Linked DNA regions of Mus musculus: all the other regions are linked to region 5. The links are chromatin contacts, called in public promoter capture Hi-C maps. All regions are on one chromosome and are shown on one strand. The core of a region is the stretch at or near the end of the contact, and the rest is flanking DNA. Distances in the headings are between cores, read along the strand shown.

Evidence for each region. Promoter capture Hi-C pulls out the DNA fragments that hold promoters and counts their contacts.
Region 1: a promoter capture Hi-C map of liver shows a contact between it and region 5, with 3 times the contacts expected there. The contact joins the promoter of Plod3 here to the promoter of 3110082I17Rik in region 5. A contact is called at or near these places in 3 of 39 promoter capture datasets (liver and pre-B cells).
Region 2: a promoter capture Hi-C map of pre-B cells shows a contact between it and region 5, with 2.2 times the contacts expected there. The contact joins the promoter of Ache here to the promoter of 3110082I17Rik in region 5. A contact is called at or near these places in 4 of 39 promoter capture datasets (cranial neural crest, hippocampal neurons, liver and 1 more).
Region 3: a contact with region 5 is called in a promoter capture Hi-C map of second pharyngeal arch cranial neural crest. The contact joins the promoter of Slc12a9 here to the promoter of 3110082I17Rik in region 5. A contact is called at or near these places in 2 of 39 promoter capture datasets (hippocampal neurons and second pharyngeal arch cranial neural crest).
Region 4: a promoter capture Hi-C map of liver shows a contact between it and region 5, with 4 times the contacts expected there. The contact joins the promoter of Srrt here to the promoter of 3110082I17Rik in region 5. A contact is called at or near these places in 4 of 39 promoter capture datasets (cranial neural crest, hippocampal neurons and liver).
Region 6: a promoter capture Hi-C map of hippocampal neurons shows a contact between it and region 5, with 3 times the contacts expected there. The contact joins the promoter of Ap1s1 here to the promoter of 3110082I17Rik in region 5. A contact is called at or near these places in 3 of 39 promoter capture datasets (3T3-L1-derived adipocytes, cranial neural crest and hippocampal neurons) and 1 of 484 Hi-C or Micro-C datasets (B cells).

Annotation. Positions count from the first base shown.
Region 1 is chr5:136,985,748-136,988,447 of GRCm38.p6, forward strand. Plod3 (procollagen-lysine, 2-oxoglutarate 5-dioxygenase 3) reads left to right here and starts at 1,272. Exons shown (of 19, transcript NM_011962.3): 1 at 1,272-2,056; 2 at 2,370-2,461; 3 at 2,588-2,700. The coding sequence starts at 1,939. It overlaps Znhit1 (zinc finger, HIT domain containing 1), which reads right to left and starts at 1,157. Exons shown (of 5, transcript NM_001310747.1): 1 at 1,064-1,157. The coding sequence starts at 1,085.
Region 2 is chr5:137,286,880-137,289,579 of GRCm38.p6, forward strand. Ache (acetylcholinesterase) reads left to right here and starts at 1,375. Exons shown (of 5, transcript NM_009599.4): 1 at 1,375-1,488. It overlaps Gm42456 (a long non-coding RNA gene), which reads right to left and starts at 1,765. Exons shown (of 4, transcript XR_003955815.1): 1 at 1,686-1,765.
Region 3 is chr5:137,332,208-137,334,907 of GRCm38.p6, forward strand. It overlaps Slc12a9 (solute carrier family 12 (potassium/chloride transporters), member 9), which reads right to left and starts at 1,375. Exons shown (of 14, transcript NM_031406.3): 1 at 1,241-1,375; 2 at 249-471; 3 at 1-53. The coding sequence starts at 429.
Region 4 is chr5:137,306,253-137,308,952 of GRCm38.p6, forward strand. It overlaps Srrt (serrate RNA effector molecule homolog (Arabidopsis)), which reads right to left and starts at 1,422. Exons shown (of 20, transcript NM_031405.2): 1 at 1,172-1,422; 2 at 794-933. The coding sequence starts at 915. It also overlaps the pseudogene Gm43013.
Region 5 is chr5:139,459,219-139,461,918 of GRCm38.p6, forward strand. It overlaps 3110082I17Rik (RIKEN cDNA 3110082I17 gene), which reads right to left and starts at 1,316. Exons shown (of 5, transcript NM_028469.3): 1 at 1,251-1,316.
Region 6 is chr5:137,044,841-137,047,540 of GRCm38.p6, forward strand. Ap1s1 (adaptor protein complex AP-1, sigma 1) reads right to left here and starts at 1,268. Exons shown (of 5, transcript NM_007457.3): 1 at 1,168-1,268. The coding sequence starts at 1,170.

The sequences.
Region 1 (2,700 bases), core at 22-2,521, 2.5 Mb before region 5:
TCTTTGGCCTGTCCCTTTCTCACCCCCACAACCTTCAATAGGATCTCAGGAAGCCCAGGCTGGCCTGGGATGACCTCCTGTGCACAGCCACACCAGGCTTATGTGATGCTGGGGATGGAGCAAGAGTTTTGGGCATGCTGGACAACACCCTATCAGCAGGGGCTCATCTCTGACCTCTTTTTCTTGTATTTCTATCTTTCTTCAAAAAGTGCATTTATTCTGAGTGTTTCTGTGCACATGTAGGTGTTGCAGTACACGTGCAGAGATCAGAGGACACTGTATGGAAGCCTTTTCTCCTATCATGTGGATCCTGGGGACTGAACTCAAGTAGTCAGGCTTGGCAGCAAGCAACTTTACCTACTGCATGCACCATCTCACCTGCCCATTCCTGGTGCTGGGTTTCCCATAACATGCCAGTCTCAAACCAGAACTCCCCCAAACCACAGACTTCAGGACTACAGGACACCAAGAGGCTGAGGTCCAGCCTAATTTACATAGGCAGCCTAGGCTACATTAAAAAAAGAGAGAAAGGAAGGAATGAAGTGTGTATGTTCGTGTGTGTGTGTGCACGTGTTTGTGTAGTACCCAAAGCCAAGCCCTTTGATTTCCTAAGTTTCTCTGTTCCCTCCATCCAACATCCAGAAGCTGGAGGAAAGTGGGGCGATGGTGGCGCACGCCTTTAATCCCAGCAGTGTAGAGGCAGAGGCAGGCAGATCTCTGTGAGTTCCAAGCCAGCCTAATCTACAGAGCTAGTTCCAGGACAGCCAAGGGTACGCACCCTGTCTCGAAGAAAAAAACAAAAAACAAAAAAAAAACAAAAGCAAAACAATCCAGAAGCCGAGGTGAGTACCACTGCTCATAGCACCCGGGCTTTGGAGAGACAACACATCCTCTCCATCCCCAACGTCTGCTGAAGCAAGCAGTCACAAAACACGAATTAATGGTTCCGAGACTGCCCCAACACTGAGCGAAGGTAATTGACGTGAAAAGCTAGGCGGGGAGATGTTAGGCTGAATTTGAACTTGGGAAGCACAAAAGGGCGAACCACTCAAGGCTCACATACCGGCGGGTTTCTTCTCCACCATTGGCGCAACACAGTTGACAGAAGAGCCTACTGCGCACGCGTACTAACCACCGACCCTTGCTCTGAGCACACCCCTTCCGGTGGCGTGCACACATACGCGTGCGCAGTCTTTCCCCTCCCGCTTGAAGTCATTACGTGATGTTCCCTTGGAGATCAGCAAGCTTTCGCTTTCCGCCATCTTTGATAGGGGCAAACCTAATTCCGGTCGCATTGTGGTTACCCAAAAAAAAAAATCTGAGAGCCGCCTGCAAATGGTCACTTTTTAAAAACTGGCGTGGGTGGTCTTTAGGGGAGCGCTCTTGTCCCTGTGCCCTTTGCATCCCCGGTGCGTGTCCCCGCGCTGCGGGACAGGATAGGCAGGTTCGGTGGCTTTGTTGAACCCAGACCCACGAGGATGTCCGCGCGATCCCGCCTCCGGCTTCCCGGCCCCTCCGGGCCCGTCGCCCCCGCCGCGCGCCACCCCAGGCCTTGCTGTCCTGTGTTCCTCCGGGTCAGACTTGTGGTCAAGACCCGCCCCCGCGTCGCCTGGACCCTCCTCAAAAGGTCACTTCCCCTCCCGGGGGGATTCGGTTGCTCCGGTGTGAGTCAGGCAGTGCCCAGGACCGGACCCTCGGCTCCTCCCCACCCTCCAGCCCGCGCCCGCGGGACAATCCTTGCCTTGTCTCGCCGTCTGCATCTCGGGTTTTCGGTGGCCTCGGGTTACGCCTTTTTTCCAGGGCGGAGTCCCGAGCACAGCTCCTCCTCTCAGCGGGCTCGGTTTCCCCTTTTCCCAGAATCTTCCCGGGGCGTCGGAATCCAGGCGCTCAGCTCAGCGCCGGTGCGGGCCTGGGTGTAGCCTAAGCGTGCTGCTAGCCATGGCTGCGGCAGGCCCGGAACCCCGGCTTTTGCTCCTGCTCCTGCTGCTGCTGCCGCCGCTGCCCCCCGTAACTTCTGCCTCCGATCGACCCCGGGGCGCCAATGCTGTCAACCCAGGTGAGAACCCGGGCGGCCAGTGGGCAGGGTCGACACGTCCGCCAGCCTGGAAGGGAGTGTCCAGCCTTCCCAGTGCATTAGCCTCTCATGCAGAACTTGGGGTTCCAGGCTCCCCAGACAGACAGGAACACCCCAGCCCCCATTCGTGTATGTTACTCTCACCCGACTCTTCTGGAGATCAAATGTGCTGAAAGAACTTTAGTGAAGTAATATGGAGGTGTGTGTGTGTGTGTGTGTGTCGGGGGTGATACAGAGGGATAAACACGTGGGACACTAAGCCGTGTCTTAAGTGCCAGTTCTCTGGCTATGACAGACAAATTGCTGGTGATCACTGTGGCTACGGCAGAGACAGAGGGGTACCGGCGTTTTCTGCAGTCTGCGGAGTTCTTTAACTACACTGTACGGGTGAGTGGGGGGACCCATGGGAGAAATTCCAGCGGGAGAGGGCAGGGGTCGTGGGGGTTGGTCCTGTTTCCTCATCTTGGCCAGCTGAACCTCTTCCGCTGCGTGGGGGTGGGATCTTTCCTGCAGACCCTGGGCCTGGGACAGGAGTGGCGAGGGGGTGATGTGGCTCGAACAGTTGGTGGAGGCCAGAAGGTCAGGTGGCTCAAGAAGGAAATGGAGAAATATGCAGATCAGAAAGA
Region 2 (2,700 bases), core at 125-2,624, 2.2 Mb before region 5:
ACGGACCCGTCGCGAGTGAGCTGGACTGCAGATGAGTTTCCCGGCATGCAGTGGCCAGGTTCTCCAGGGACAGGAGGGTTGGAGGGCGGGGGGGGGGGGCGGGGGGGATGTCGCAGTTTGGAGAGATGAAAATCGCATATCTGGGAGAGGTTGGACTCTGCGCTGGTATCTTCTGGGGACCAGCCTTTTGCAAGACAGCGCGCCTTTGCCCCTTGCTCGGAGGAAGTGACTGATGAGTGATGAGTGTCTGGGGCTCGAGGGAAAGCTCCCGGCGTCCACAGCGAGCATGCGTGCACGTGTCCCCCTACCCCCCATAGATCCACGCAGCGCCCCATATCGCGTGCGCGCACGCACGTCCCCACGCTCTCGCGTGCAGGCCAGTCGCCCACGCAGCAGCGGCCCGCAGGCTCCAGAGCCAGATGCCCCCACCCACCCCGTGAGCCAGTTGTCTCTTTCATGTAGTGATCTCGCGTGGGCACAAAACTGCACACTTCCCACAGTCACTAAGGTGCAGCTAGGTGGGAGACTCCCTAGAAGGCTGGGCGTGTGGTCTAAGGGACTCCCAAACAGGCTGGGGGCTCCAAGTGTAGGCCGCTCCCACCTGCTAGCCACAACAACCAATGAAAGCTTGGCCCGGTGATGTCATGGACCAGCCGGACCCTTGTGATGACAGCCGGAGGTCACCGGTCAGGGGAATTAGCTCAAGCCCACCCTCGGGGGTTCCGGAAGTTTCCAGAGCTGCAGCAGAGTGCATTGTAGCATCTCCCCACAGCCTTCTGCTTGCCACTATGTGGTCTGGCTTCTCAGCTGTCCCCGTGTCACCTCTTCTTGCCCACAGGGGTCTTTTCCTATAAGGGAGAGCCTGTGTTTCTGTTATTTGTTCCTACAGGTGTTCTTTCGTCTCCACAGAGATGTCCCACGTCATCTTTTCTACCAGTGTCAGCTGAAGGGGGTCCTCAGTCAGGCTTTCTCGTGTCTCTTCTCTTATTACCCTGCCCCAAGCTTTGTCCTGGTTACAGATGCCAAATATTAGGCCTCTGATCTTTCTGGATTAGAGCTGTCAGTGTGTCCTTCCGTCCGTGAAAGGCGACCGGTCTGTCTGTGACTTGTCACCGCAGGAGACTGTCGCCTGCGTGAACGGTGTCTGGTGTCTCCGCAGGCTGCGGTCCGTCTGTCACGTGGGTGTCTGCCCCGCCGCTGCGGGTCTGCGGGTCTGTCGGTCTGTCTGAATCTACCACTGGAGTGTGTCTGGGCTCCCGCTCCCCGGGGTCTCGGGGCTTGAAGGGAGGGAGGAGGGGAGGTGGCAGCCCGGGGGAGCGGGGAGGGGCGGGGGCGGAGACAGTGGGCGGGCGGGGGCGCCGTGCGGCCCGGAGGGGTGTGTGCGGGGGGCCGGAGGCGGCTGTCACTGTCGGCTCAGCCTGCGCCGGGGAACATTGGCCGCCTCCAGCTCCCGGCGCGGCCCGACCCGGCCCGGCTTGGCCGCCTCAGGTGAGTCTCCCAACCCACCCAGGACCCTCCACCGAGTCGGGACCAATCCGCATCCCGGGGGAAACGTGCGATCCTGGAACGATCGAAGCCCCCCAACAGAGCTCCTACTGCACCTCCTGCCCCGTGGGGCCTGCCTAGAGGGGCCCCTCCACTGCCTCGCACTCCTCTGAAACTCCCGCTAGCCGCTGCATACTTACTGATGATGCTCGCTGGGCCGGCCGCTGCCTCTGCGCTCCCTTCCTGCAGGGACCCCCTGAAGGCCCCTTCCCCACTCTCTTCAAAGTCTGGGGACACTGGAAGACGCCCCCTGTTTGGGGCGGAGCCCAAACTGCGCAGGTTACTGACATCCCGAATGCACCACCCCCCATCCCGAGGGCCGCGACCCCAACGTCCCTACCCAGCTGAGCCCCTTGCCAGCTCCAGGACCCCTCCTGCGCTCTCTCTCTCTCTCTCTCTCTCTCTCTCTCTCTCTCTCTCTCTCTCTGACTCTGTCTCTCTCTATGTGTCTCTGTCTCTCTCTTTCCCTCCCTCCCTCCCTCCCTCCCTCTCACCCTCCCACCCTCCCTCTAAAAGGAGGCTCAGCGGAAGCCCCGAGTTATAATTAGCCCCACTCGGGTTTCCTGGTTAATCTCCAACAACGCCACTATCCCCAGATCCAGGCGACCAGAACTGGCTGGGTGATGGGTGAACACCCGGAGGGGGTAGTTCCGACCCGGGGAATTTTGATCTCTTGGCTGGAGACGCCGGAACTACAGCAGCTGTTGCCCCCAAAATAGCGCCCCTGCCTTTGCTACGGGGATCTCCGGAGCTCCCGGAACACAGACGTCCTGGCTCGCCCTTCAACCCCCTCTGCGATGCTCACGATTCTCCAGATACCCCCACACCAAGGCTCGGGCGGGGAGCTCTGGCCTCTTCTTGGTCTCTACTGCTCCCGGTTGGCAGTGGAGGGCATTGCAATATGGGGATGCAATAGGGGCTTGAGTTCTGGTGAGCCCCACAAGGGGCGAGTGAGACAGTTGGCTGGAGTCAGGCGAGAGGGGTGCGGTTGATGTAAAGCAAACGGGTACCAACCGGCCGTACCAGAAAGAAGAGAGGCGGAGCAGGGTGGGGCAAGGTGTCGACTGGACAAGATTCCAAGATGCCTTCAGAACCTGGGACTCCCGATACCTTGAATGCCCAACCCACTCCCCAGAAGGCTTTGGCTAACCCAGG
Region 3 (2,700 bases), core at 125-2,624, 2.1 Mb before region 5:
AACCAGTAGCATCGCCAAGGCCTGCAACAGCCCAGCGTGGCCCACCACGAACCCTGCACAGGGGGAGAAAAGCAGGTCACAAGGGATGCTTATATACCTCTCCCCCTTCCCCCCATCCCACTGGCCAGCACAGTCCCACAGCAGAGCCACACACAAGGCCTCAAGGGGCCTTACCCTCCATCTGACCACATGTACTAGGGTCCATCCCTAGCCTTAGCCCCTTCCCAATAATTCCCTCCTCTACTCACCAATCCTCAGAAACACGACTATGCTAAACATGGACAGAACCGTGGGCACCACCACACCCAGGAAGGTGGAGAGCTTGCGGGATGATGGCACTCCAGATACTCCAGCTCCATTGGGAGGGAAGGCAGCCCCCTCTTCCCCCAGAAGCCGGTAGGCCAAAAGAGGGGAGCTCTCGCTGGCCATTGCTGAACGCCAGCAGAGGAAGCCACAAAAGGGCTAGGAGACCTGTAAAAAGAGGTTTTAGTGGCTGGATAGCAATACCACAGACCCTCTCTCCCTAAACAAAACCCTAATTAAACACTCAGTTTCCTCAAAAGGAGAGTTGCAAAGGATACACACACACACACACACACACACACACACACACAGGGCACAGAAACTCAAAACTGTCCCAGCAACTTCCCCACTCTCGGACCCTGGTGTTTAAATAATCAGGGTCCCTTTCAGTTCTTAGGGACCGTGTCATCCTCCGTGCCTCTGAAACTAGGGGTAGCAGTGAGTCTGCGAAAGGGACACAGATCCCCTTGTCAAATAGGTCTCGCCTTAATTGGCAACAAGAGGGGAAGAAGATCTCCTCAAAGGGAAGTTAGCTATTACCAGTAAACACCTCCTCCCAAGTCCTATGCTGCTCCTGTCGAGTACCCTCAATACAGCACCTCACACATGGGCAATAAGAAACTTTCAAAGCTCTCAAAGCTCCACCTTGTATCACCCCTGTCCCTCAACCCATCTCAATCCTGACCAGATTTTTCTAATCTCTACAATGAGCCCTCCAAACTCTATCAATCCAAACAGAGCCATCAATTGTCCAAACACAAATGCAGGCAGCCTAGCATCAGCCACACAGGATCCCCAGGGTCCTCCTCCCCCACCCACCCGCTCTTGTCCACTTGCTTCAGTAACTGGATGCCTGGGGGGGGGCGGGGGGGACAGGCATCTGGCTCCAGCCGGCCAAGTGCACCCTGCATCTGGGTGCCGCAGGGTGCTCACTCACCACCTAGGAATGAAGCTGCTCCGGTGTGATCCCAGCGCGCCTGTGGGGCTCCGCTATAAACCGAGGGGGCGAGGGAGCCGGAAAAAGCAAGCGGGCTACCGGGATGTCAGGCCCGGAGCCTGCCCTCCCCAGCAAGGCGTCCCATTGGTCCCGATTCAAGCCCCGCCTCAAAGGTGTGGTCTACACTCAAGCCCCGCCCACACTCTCGTACGCTGCCTTGCAAGCCAAACCGTTCCACGTGCGTCTCGGGTGTCTTTTGCAAGGTAGTGGGTCACGATCCTCAGAGCCCCCCGTTGCCAGGATGCTAGCAGATGCCCATGGTGAGGGTCTGACTGCACTCCGAGCTCCAGGACGCCCCCAGGAATATCTGAAAGGGGCGCGTGGCGACTGCGGAAAAGTGGAGTGGGCGGAACCGCGGCACCTGACTCAGGTACACACCTGGGAACTGAGAGCGACGTCGGTCGGCGCCTGCCGGAGTCGTACTATTTCAGCTTCTCGGGAGACCCAGAGTGCCTCGGGCTTCCAGCCTGGTCCCTTTCACATTCAGAGGAGACCCCCTCCTCGTCCAGTTTCAGCTCGCAGGCTGCGCTCTTCTCTTCGGCCACGGGAGGGAGCCGTGATCCTCCATCCCGACTCAGGTCCGGGTAAATAAGCAGGTAACCCTGCTTGCTTTTGTGCCTAAGATCCTGTAACTGTGAGCTGGGCAGTGGTGGCGCATGCCTTTAATCCCAGCACTTGGGAGGCAGAAGCAGGCGGATTTCTGAGTTCAAGGCCAGCCTGGTCTACAGAGTGCGTTCCAGGACAGCCAGGGCTACAGAGAAACCCTGTCTCGAAAAAAGAAAAAAAAAATCCTTTATCTGTGACCCCAAAACTCCAACTTCAACCCTTACAGGTCTTACCAACGACGCTTCCTCATCTATAAAACGGGACTTAAAAAAGACATCCCTTCAAGGAGAGCAGTTGAGAGATGAACTAACCGTGTATACTCGCAGGGGGCATGGGTGGGGGCGCTCTTTATGTAGACCGGGCTAGCCCCATTTCAATACATAGCTGAAGAAGACTTCGTGTTTCTGATCCTCCTGCCTATACCTCCCATGTGTTGGGATTACAGATAAGTAACAGCACAGCCTGATGCAAATATTTATTTTCCTAAAAGAGCACTGCCCCCACCCACCCCGAGATTAAACACAGAGCCTCAAGCACACTAAGTGATGCTATAGTACATACGAAGCCTTAACATATTGACTCTTTAGTCCAATACATACATATTCATTTTTCCCCTCACACGGTATTGTATTAAATATGCATAACCATTCTGTGAGTGCACGTTCTACTACTGTGGTTGTATTAGATTAGGGAACTGAAGATGGGAAGCTTTTTTTCTTTAGATTTTTTTTTTAAATGTGAGTATTTTGTCTCATGTATGTATGTGTACCACGTGCGTGCCTAGTGGCCATAAA
Region 4 (2,700 bases), core at 172-2,671, 2.2 Mb before region 5:
TTAAAAATAAAGAAATCTGTTTTCAAGTTGAGCTATGGCGCTTAACTCACTAAACTGGCTTTGTTTTTGTTGTTTTTACTTCACCTCTGGATTTAAAAAGGAAGAGAGGTAGAGAGCTGGCTCAGTAGTTAAATGCACTCCTTTTAACCACTCTTGGTTGGCTCCTCTTGCGGAGGACTAGGCTTTGAGTCCCAGCACCCACAAAGCAATTCACAACCATCTTTCCTGCCCATTTCCCAGAGGATCTAAAGCCTTCTGTTGGCCTCCTCGGGCACCAGGAACGAATGAGGTGCATAGACATAATGTAAGCAAACCCCCATGAACGTTTTATTATATAAAAGAAGAAATGCACTTGCACATTTCTTATCTCAATTACCTGTTTTAAAAATCCTTTCAAAAAACTCTTAAACAGGATGTGGTAGAATACTTCCTTAATTCAGAAGTTTAATGTCATCTTGAGCTACCTAAAGAGTTTCGGGCCAATCTCACTTTGGTCAGTTTGTGCTTTCTTAATATTTGGATTTGAGATTGTGTCTCCCTATGTAGCCTGCACGGAAGATGCAGTCCAACCAGCTGTGCGGAGCTCCTGTCCAGCACTAATACTGACCGTCACTTTGGTTAAAAGCTCAAAATCTGAGCCAACGGTGAATAGACTGAAACTACAGAAATGGCTCAACGGTAAACTGCATCCTAATAAGATTTTGTAAGGTAAAGACAAAAAAGGAAACGAAAAGAAAAATTGTGGCGCGGAAGGGTTGTACGGGGCGGGGTATGGACGTTAATACTGTCTCACCGGTCATTCCAATCGTCCCCTCGCCGTCTTTCATCCCTTTCCCGGGAACGGTCATAATCGCTGCGCTCTCTTCGAAATTTGTCCCTGCGTCTTCGGTCGTATTCATCATCACTGTCACCCATGGTGCTGTCAGAGGAGGCCTGGGGCCCGGCGGCGGGTAGACACGGTGATGATGAACAAGGACCAGAGGAGGGACAATCCCCCGGGGACAGCACGCCCGCCTCCCTCCCGCCGAGGCCGGCCTGCCATCCCGGGCAGGGCGATCGCTCCGACAGTTTCACTGTCCCCACGGATTCCCCCTCGTCCACCCCCGAAGCCCCCGGGCACGGTCCTCTCCTCGCAATCCCGCCGCCCGGGCCTTTCCTTCCCCTCCCCCACCTGGCAGCGGTCGGGGCCGTTGGAAGCGCGCGCCGGCGGGCTTGTTTTCCGGGCGGACCGGAACGAGCGACAATGGACCACAAAGAGGGTTGGAAGGAGACGCTGGGATTCTCAGCCCGGAGACGAAGGGGAAGAGAAGAGCGGGACCGCGGGGGGGGGGGGGGGGCAAGGAGGCGCGCGCGCGTCCTACGTCACTCCCGGAGCTCGGCCTCCAACTACAAAACAAGACCCCCGGACCAAACTAAAACTCCGAGATTAAAAGAATGACGGGAAGAGGGTGGAGACGCGGAAGTCTCGCGTGGTTTTGCGACAAAATCGCCCCAGCTTCTCGGAGCTACGGAAGTTGAGCTGGGCCAAGCCAGGCCTTCTGAACGTGCTCGTGCCTACTTGAAAAGGAGGGCACTGGAGAAGTTAAGTGTCACTCCCGTAAGGTATCCTGGGTAGGAGCTAGTTTGCATCCAAAGGTTGCTTTGCAATAGCCCTGGGCTGGGGCACCTCTTGACCTCCTCAAGGGCGGATTTGCTATCGAGGGGTTTGGGGACGATGGATGTCTAGGGAATAATTCATAGAAGCAACCATTTTAGAGGCATCTCCTCCCACCATTTTCTCCTGCAAAAAAATACAGTATGTGCTACTTATAAAATGCGTTCTTCCTGCTTGTCTTGGACAGAGGAGCCTAATACTCATGCAAAAGTGTAAACCTCGATCTTAATGCCCAGTTCTTTAATGGGAGTCTTTACATTGCAGTCTGGAAACAACCACCAGGATCCACTAGTTTCCAGTTGAAATCCCTAAGATAACAGTAAGCCCTTTTCCATGAATAGAATACTAAGCTAAACAAGGGAGCATGCCACTGTCTTGCTCCCAGAAAAGAATGAAAAATCCCAGCATCTAATAAGGTGTATTTACAAGGGGGCATTTTAAAAACTTAGCAGACAGTTACGTTGGCACAGGCGTAACCCGAGTTACTCAGTAAGTCAAAGCAGAATCAAATTCAGGGGTTGCAAAATGAGTTCAAAGCCAGCCTTGACAATTTTCTAAAACCCTTTCTCAAAAACATTTTCCAAAGAGGCCGGTCCAGTGTGTAAGAGCACTTCCTGGTCTTGCAGAAAATCAGAGTTGGAGTCCCAGCTCCCATGTGGCTGGCTGCTCACAGACTGTTAACTCCAGTGCCTAGGGAACTGACACCTCTTCTGGTCTGCAAGGGCACTGCACTCAGATGCACACACACCCACACACTGATACACAGATACATATACTCATCATTTTGTTCCAAAACAAGGTTTCTGTGTACCCCATGGCTGGCCTGGAACTCCCCTTGTAGACTAGGTTGGCCTCAGACTGAGAGATCTTCCTGTCTCTGCCTCCTGAGTACTGGGATTTAAGTCTTGCAACCAGCTCATACACACGTAATTCAAGAAGATGGGAGCATGGTGGCGCTCACCTCTAATCCCAGCACTCTGGTGGCAGAGGCAGGCAGATCTCTGAGTTGGAGGCCAACCTAGTCTACAAAGGGAGTTCCAGGCCAG
Region 5 (2,700 bases), core at 66-2,565:
CCAGCCTGGTATACAAAGGGAGTCTAGGACAGCCAGGGCTTGCTATACAGAGAAACCTTCTCTCAAAAAACAAAACAAAAACCAAACAAAAGAAGTGGTGGGGGAGGGGGAGAAAGCAATATGGTTCAGCAGGTAAAGGCGCTTGCCACTAAGCCTGAAGACCTGAGTTCCGTCCCTGCCTAGCCTGTCGAGTCCACTGTCACATACAAGGTAGATGGCTGCTGGGGACCACCTAAAGTTGACCTCTGGCACACACACACACTGCAAACTCTAGAATGGGCAAAGGTCTTGAACAAACAGTGAAGAACATGAAAAGATGCCCAATGTCACTAGTCCTTTAGGAAATGAAATCCAGAGGCACTGACTGCTGCTTCATGCAGCAAGGAAATAAGAAGACAGAGGGCTAGGAGTTCTCAGTGGGTAAAAGCACCTGCCGAACAAGCCTGATAATATGAGTTCGATTCCTGGGACTTACATAAAAAGCTGGATGCAGTGTGTGAATCTGTCGTCTCGTCTCTCCTATGGTGAGATGGAAGGCAGAGACAGGGGGGTAAGCCTGGGGTACACAGTGCAGCAGCAGAAACCAGAAAGACTATGCCTCAGCAAGCTCAAAGAAGGAACAAGACTCCCTTAAATTATCTCCATGGTACCTAAGACCATTAGTAAGAGATCTTCTACAGTCAAAAACCTGGGCTCCCTAGATCTGGGATTCTTATTCTGGCCCCCGTTTCTTCCCAGAGCCTTGAGTGACACCGATACAGAAAAGGAACCCAAAGAATCTTTTTTTTTTTTTTTTTTTTTTTGAACGGAGTCTCATTTAGAAGACATGGCTAGACCGAGCTAGCGGCAATTTTTTTCAGTCCCAGCCTTCAGGATACTGAGACCACAGCTGTGTACCACCACACCCAACTTGTAAGAATGGATACATGGAAGGACTGTTGGGTGCATGAATAAGTGGGTGGGTGGATGAAGGATATAGATGAATGGATGGGTGGGTGCCTGGATGAATAGGTGGGTGGACGGATGGATAATTGGGTAGAGGAGTGGATGGACGTTTAAGTAGACGGAGGAGTGGACGAATGGCTAAGTGGTCGCCTGTATCAACAGGGGTAAATGGGTAGGTGGGTGGTTGAATAGATCTCTGGAAATCCACGTGGAGAGCTGCGCAGAGACGCACAGCCCGGCCCAGGACCGCGTCTCCCCGGGCGGATGCGACAACCCCCCGTCACCCCACCCTACCCAGCACGCACCTGCAGCTCCCACTCTCGCACACCTCTGCCACGCGCCTCCACCACCAGCTCAGCAGGTTCCGCGCCGTCCCGCCCTCAGAAGATCAGCGCTATCCATTGGATCGGGAAGGCGTCCATCTTCCAGCCAGCCAATGGCCGCCGCATGGGAGGGCGCAGCCCTGGCGCAGGATATTGGCGTCATCTCTCTGAGCTGAGAGCGCAGTCAGTTGCCAGGGCAACACCTGGTGGCGTGGGCACGTGCGGCCGAATTCTGGCCGCTGGTGCTGGGCTGAACAGATAGAACACCTCTCAGAGAATTCCAGCAGGTAAAGTTAGAATATCCGAGGGGTGCCGGGCTTGGAGGTGCACGCCTTTCGTCCCAGCCCTAGGGAAGCTAGGAAGAAGGATTAGGAGTTCAAGGCTATCCTCCGCTGTGTAGGGAGTTCAAAGTCGGACCCTGTTGTAGCCTATAATCCCAGCACCAAAGAGATAGAGGGAGGAGGATCAGAAACTCGGGGTCTTCTCGAGATTCATAAAGGCCAGTGAGATGCCTCCGACGGTAAAAGTGTTTATTGTAAAGCTTGGTAACGTTAGTTTGATGTCCAGGATCCATAAATCGGAAGGAAAATCAATTCCCACAAGCTGTCTTCTGACCTCTAAACACACACACACTAAATAAGTAAATATGTACATTTCATAATATATGTATGTGTACACACACACACACAAAGTAGTGAAGAAGTAATGTAAAGGGTCTGGCATAGCTGTCACTGGCCTTGTAACAGGGCCATAGACCTTAGTAGGCCACCAGACCTTAGCACACTGACTCCACATTGGAAGTACCATGAGGCTGTAAAACTTAGCAGCACATAGACAGCACCACCTGCCCAAACTAAAACAAGGGCCTAGTCCATCAGAGTCCATATAGTGCTGGGAAAGTCTCAACACACACTAACCTTGCTTTCCAGCCTCTCTAGTTCCACTTCTGGTTTACTCTTCTTTTTAACTGTGTGTCAACTCGGAACATGGTTTTAGTGCTTAAAAAATCACCTGGAAAAAGGCTCAGTGCTACACTAGGATTCCATCACCCAGTGTAGTTGCTGGACAGCTAATAAAGATTTTCTATTGGCTTAAACCATGTCTAGCAGTCTTCTCTTCAGAGTACCCCACAACAGCCTTTAATTCCAGCATTGGGTCAGAGGCAAGTGGATCTCTACAAGTGTGAGGCCAGCCTGGTCTACATAGTGTGTTCCAGGTTAGCCAAGGCTTAGTGAGACCCTGCTTCAAAATGACAAAATTACAGATGGAGTGGGTGTGATTTATTGCTGATGCTGCTAGCCAACTAAGAGGAGACAGTAAATTCCTTGTGATGCAGAATAGAGAGAGGGGAATTATCAAGCAATGAGAAAAGACAGACTCCCTCACCTGAGTTTTGTTGAAGCCTCTAACAGGCTGAGAATCAAGAACTCTA
Region 6 (2,700 bases), core at 18-2,517, 2.4 Mb before region 5:
ACCCGGACAAGCTGAGCCGTCTCTCTGGCCCTCTTTTCTGTCTTTCTTTTGTGAGACAATGTTTCATGTAGCACAGGCTGATCTCAATTCCCTAAGTAGCGAAGGCTGCCCTTGGTTTTCTGATCTCCCTTTTTCTTACCTCTGAGTACCAGGTTACAGGTGTGCACTCTAAGGCCTGACCTTTCTTCTGAGACATCAGGTGACTGATCACTGGGTCCCTCAGACAGGGGCATAGTCACCCTGGAGGGCTCTCCTAGGGAATGTCTGTGGAATAACTAGCAAGCAGAGTCCTCACTGCTTCCCGCATGGCCCTAGTTTTATTACCAGTTGCAGAGGTTCCTCATTCCATATCCTGAACTCAATTCCCAGCAAACAGCTCTGAGAACATGGCCCGGGTTGGGATATCTGTGTGTGTCCCACACTTCCAGTTTAGCAGGTTAAGTTAAAAGAAAACAACACCCCAGAAGCTAGAAGTAAGTACTGTTGGTGGGGGGGATAGGGAAGGTGAAGAACTGAGGGAGTCCTGTGTAGTTAAGAAAAGGAGGTGACAGCTACAGCAGGAAGGCCTGGGTTCCGGAAAAGAAAATGCCCCGGAGAGGGTGGAGAGCTGGGATTGCCAAAGTAGGGAGTCTTCCAGAGCCTAGGTCCCCGACGGCAAACCCTAGAGCCCACCTGAGCCAGAACTCCGGGTGAGCTGTCAAGGAAGCGAGACAGGAGGTTCACTCCAGAGACCCGGAAACTGTTCCCTCCCACACCGAGCTCTCCATGGGCCATGCTCCAGTGTGGGCCTCAAGGGAAGGGGTTTCGGCGACCTGCAACCATCCCGAGTGACCCCGGCGCCCCAACCTCGTGCCTTCCCTGCGGCAGTGCCTGGGAGGGTCTTAAAGATTCCCAGAGTCCCGAGCGCTTCTCCAGGCTCGGGACAGTCCCGCCACCATTCAGCTCTAGTCCCCTCTCTCCTAACCAGCAAGACTCCTCCCAACCCCTGTCCCTAGTGCCATTTCCAGCTTCCGAGGTCAGCTCTCTCCAGCAGCTCCAGGAAGTGGATCCTTTGCGGACCACAGGGAAGACAGGGCGACTCCCACAAAGGGCAGCCCCCCTCCGGACCCCTGCAGGTACAGCCCACGCCCCTCGGGTCCCCGTCCCCTCCCTCTCCTCACAGCCTACCATCCTGCAGCCTCCAGCCCGGTGCGTCCCTCTCCGGCCACCGTAGAAGCCAGCTCCACTCCCAGTCGGATTCTTTTCTTTTCCCTCCCTCTCCGCTTGAAGCCCCGCCCCAAGGCCTCGCCGGCTCCAAGCACGGACGCATTGCGCAGGCGCCAACGCTGCAGCGACCCACCCCCATCTCATCCGGCGCGCAGGCGGGGCTGGAGGCGGAGAAGCGGAAACCATGGCAACCAGGTCCTTGACTTCAGTTTTGCAAAAGCCTGGTCGTCATGGTAACAGGGCTGTCTTGGTGGGTTGATTGGAGGATGGGAAGGGAGGGGGTAGAGGACAATGAGGACTTCGAGCTTTGGAGCATTTGTGGGGGAAAAAGGCGGGAAAAGGGTGAGAGGTGTATGCACGATCTTTGGAGCTGATGAAGAAGTTGGGAGGAATGATGTGGAAAACATCAGTCAGAGGGTGGTGATGGGCAGGATGAGGGAAATAGAGACCGGTAGGCTAGGAGAATAAAGAGTTCAAGGACAGCTCAGGGTTCCAGAGCAAGCAAGATCCTGTCCCCAAAGCAAACAAGGCAGGTGTGGTGGTGTATCCTGTGATCTCTACACTTGGAAGGCAGAGACAGGAGTTCAGCTGCAGCTACATGGCACGGTCTTGACCACCCAAGGCCACAGAGAGCCTGTCTCCAACAACAACAACAACAACAAAAGTGACACAAAACAGTGCAGATATGATGGTTCGGATTGTAAAGATGTTTCCCCAAACCCACAAGGTGGAAAGAAAGAACTGACTCCTGCAAATTGTCCTCTGACCTCTGTATAAGCAAGCACCCTAGCTTGTATACACCACACACACACACACACACACACACACATATATACACACACACACAGACAGACAGACATGGTCACAGGCAACACAAAATACACTTGTAAAATGTAATCTTAAAAAAAAACTAAACCAGGGATAAAAATCAGGGATAAAAAAATTGTTGAAAATGGGAATACTGTAACAGGAATATAAAGAATGGGAGGAAATTGTAAATTAAGGAGAAAGGGGAAGAAATGAAGAGAATCTTATAGTATTAAAGGGGTGTGGTGTAATCCCCATAGCCAGAAGGCTACAGCCAGCCTAGACTACACAGTGTGGCTCTGTCAAGCAAGCAAGAGTGGGATTCCAGAACTGGGTGTGGTGAGGCAAGTCACAATCCCAGCCCTGCAGAGGCTGAGGCAGGAAGAGCAAGAGGTCATGACCAGTTTTGGGGCTATGGAGGAATATGTGTGTGTGTGTGTGTGTGTGTGTGTGTGTGTGTGTGTGTGTGTGTGTGTGTACCAAACTGGATGTGCTGGTATACACCTATTATGTGATTATTTGGAAGGTACAAGCAGATGTACTAAGATCAAGAGTTCAAAATGACTCTTGACTACATAGCTAGTTCATTTTATGGACTGAGACACAATGTCAAAAAAAAAAATCGTTGAGCAACAAAACAATTTAGCCAGGCATTATTGTGCACATGCCTGTAATCTGGTCCCTGGG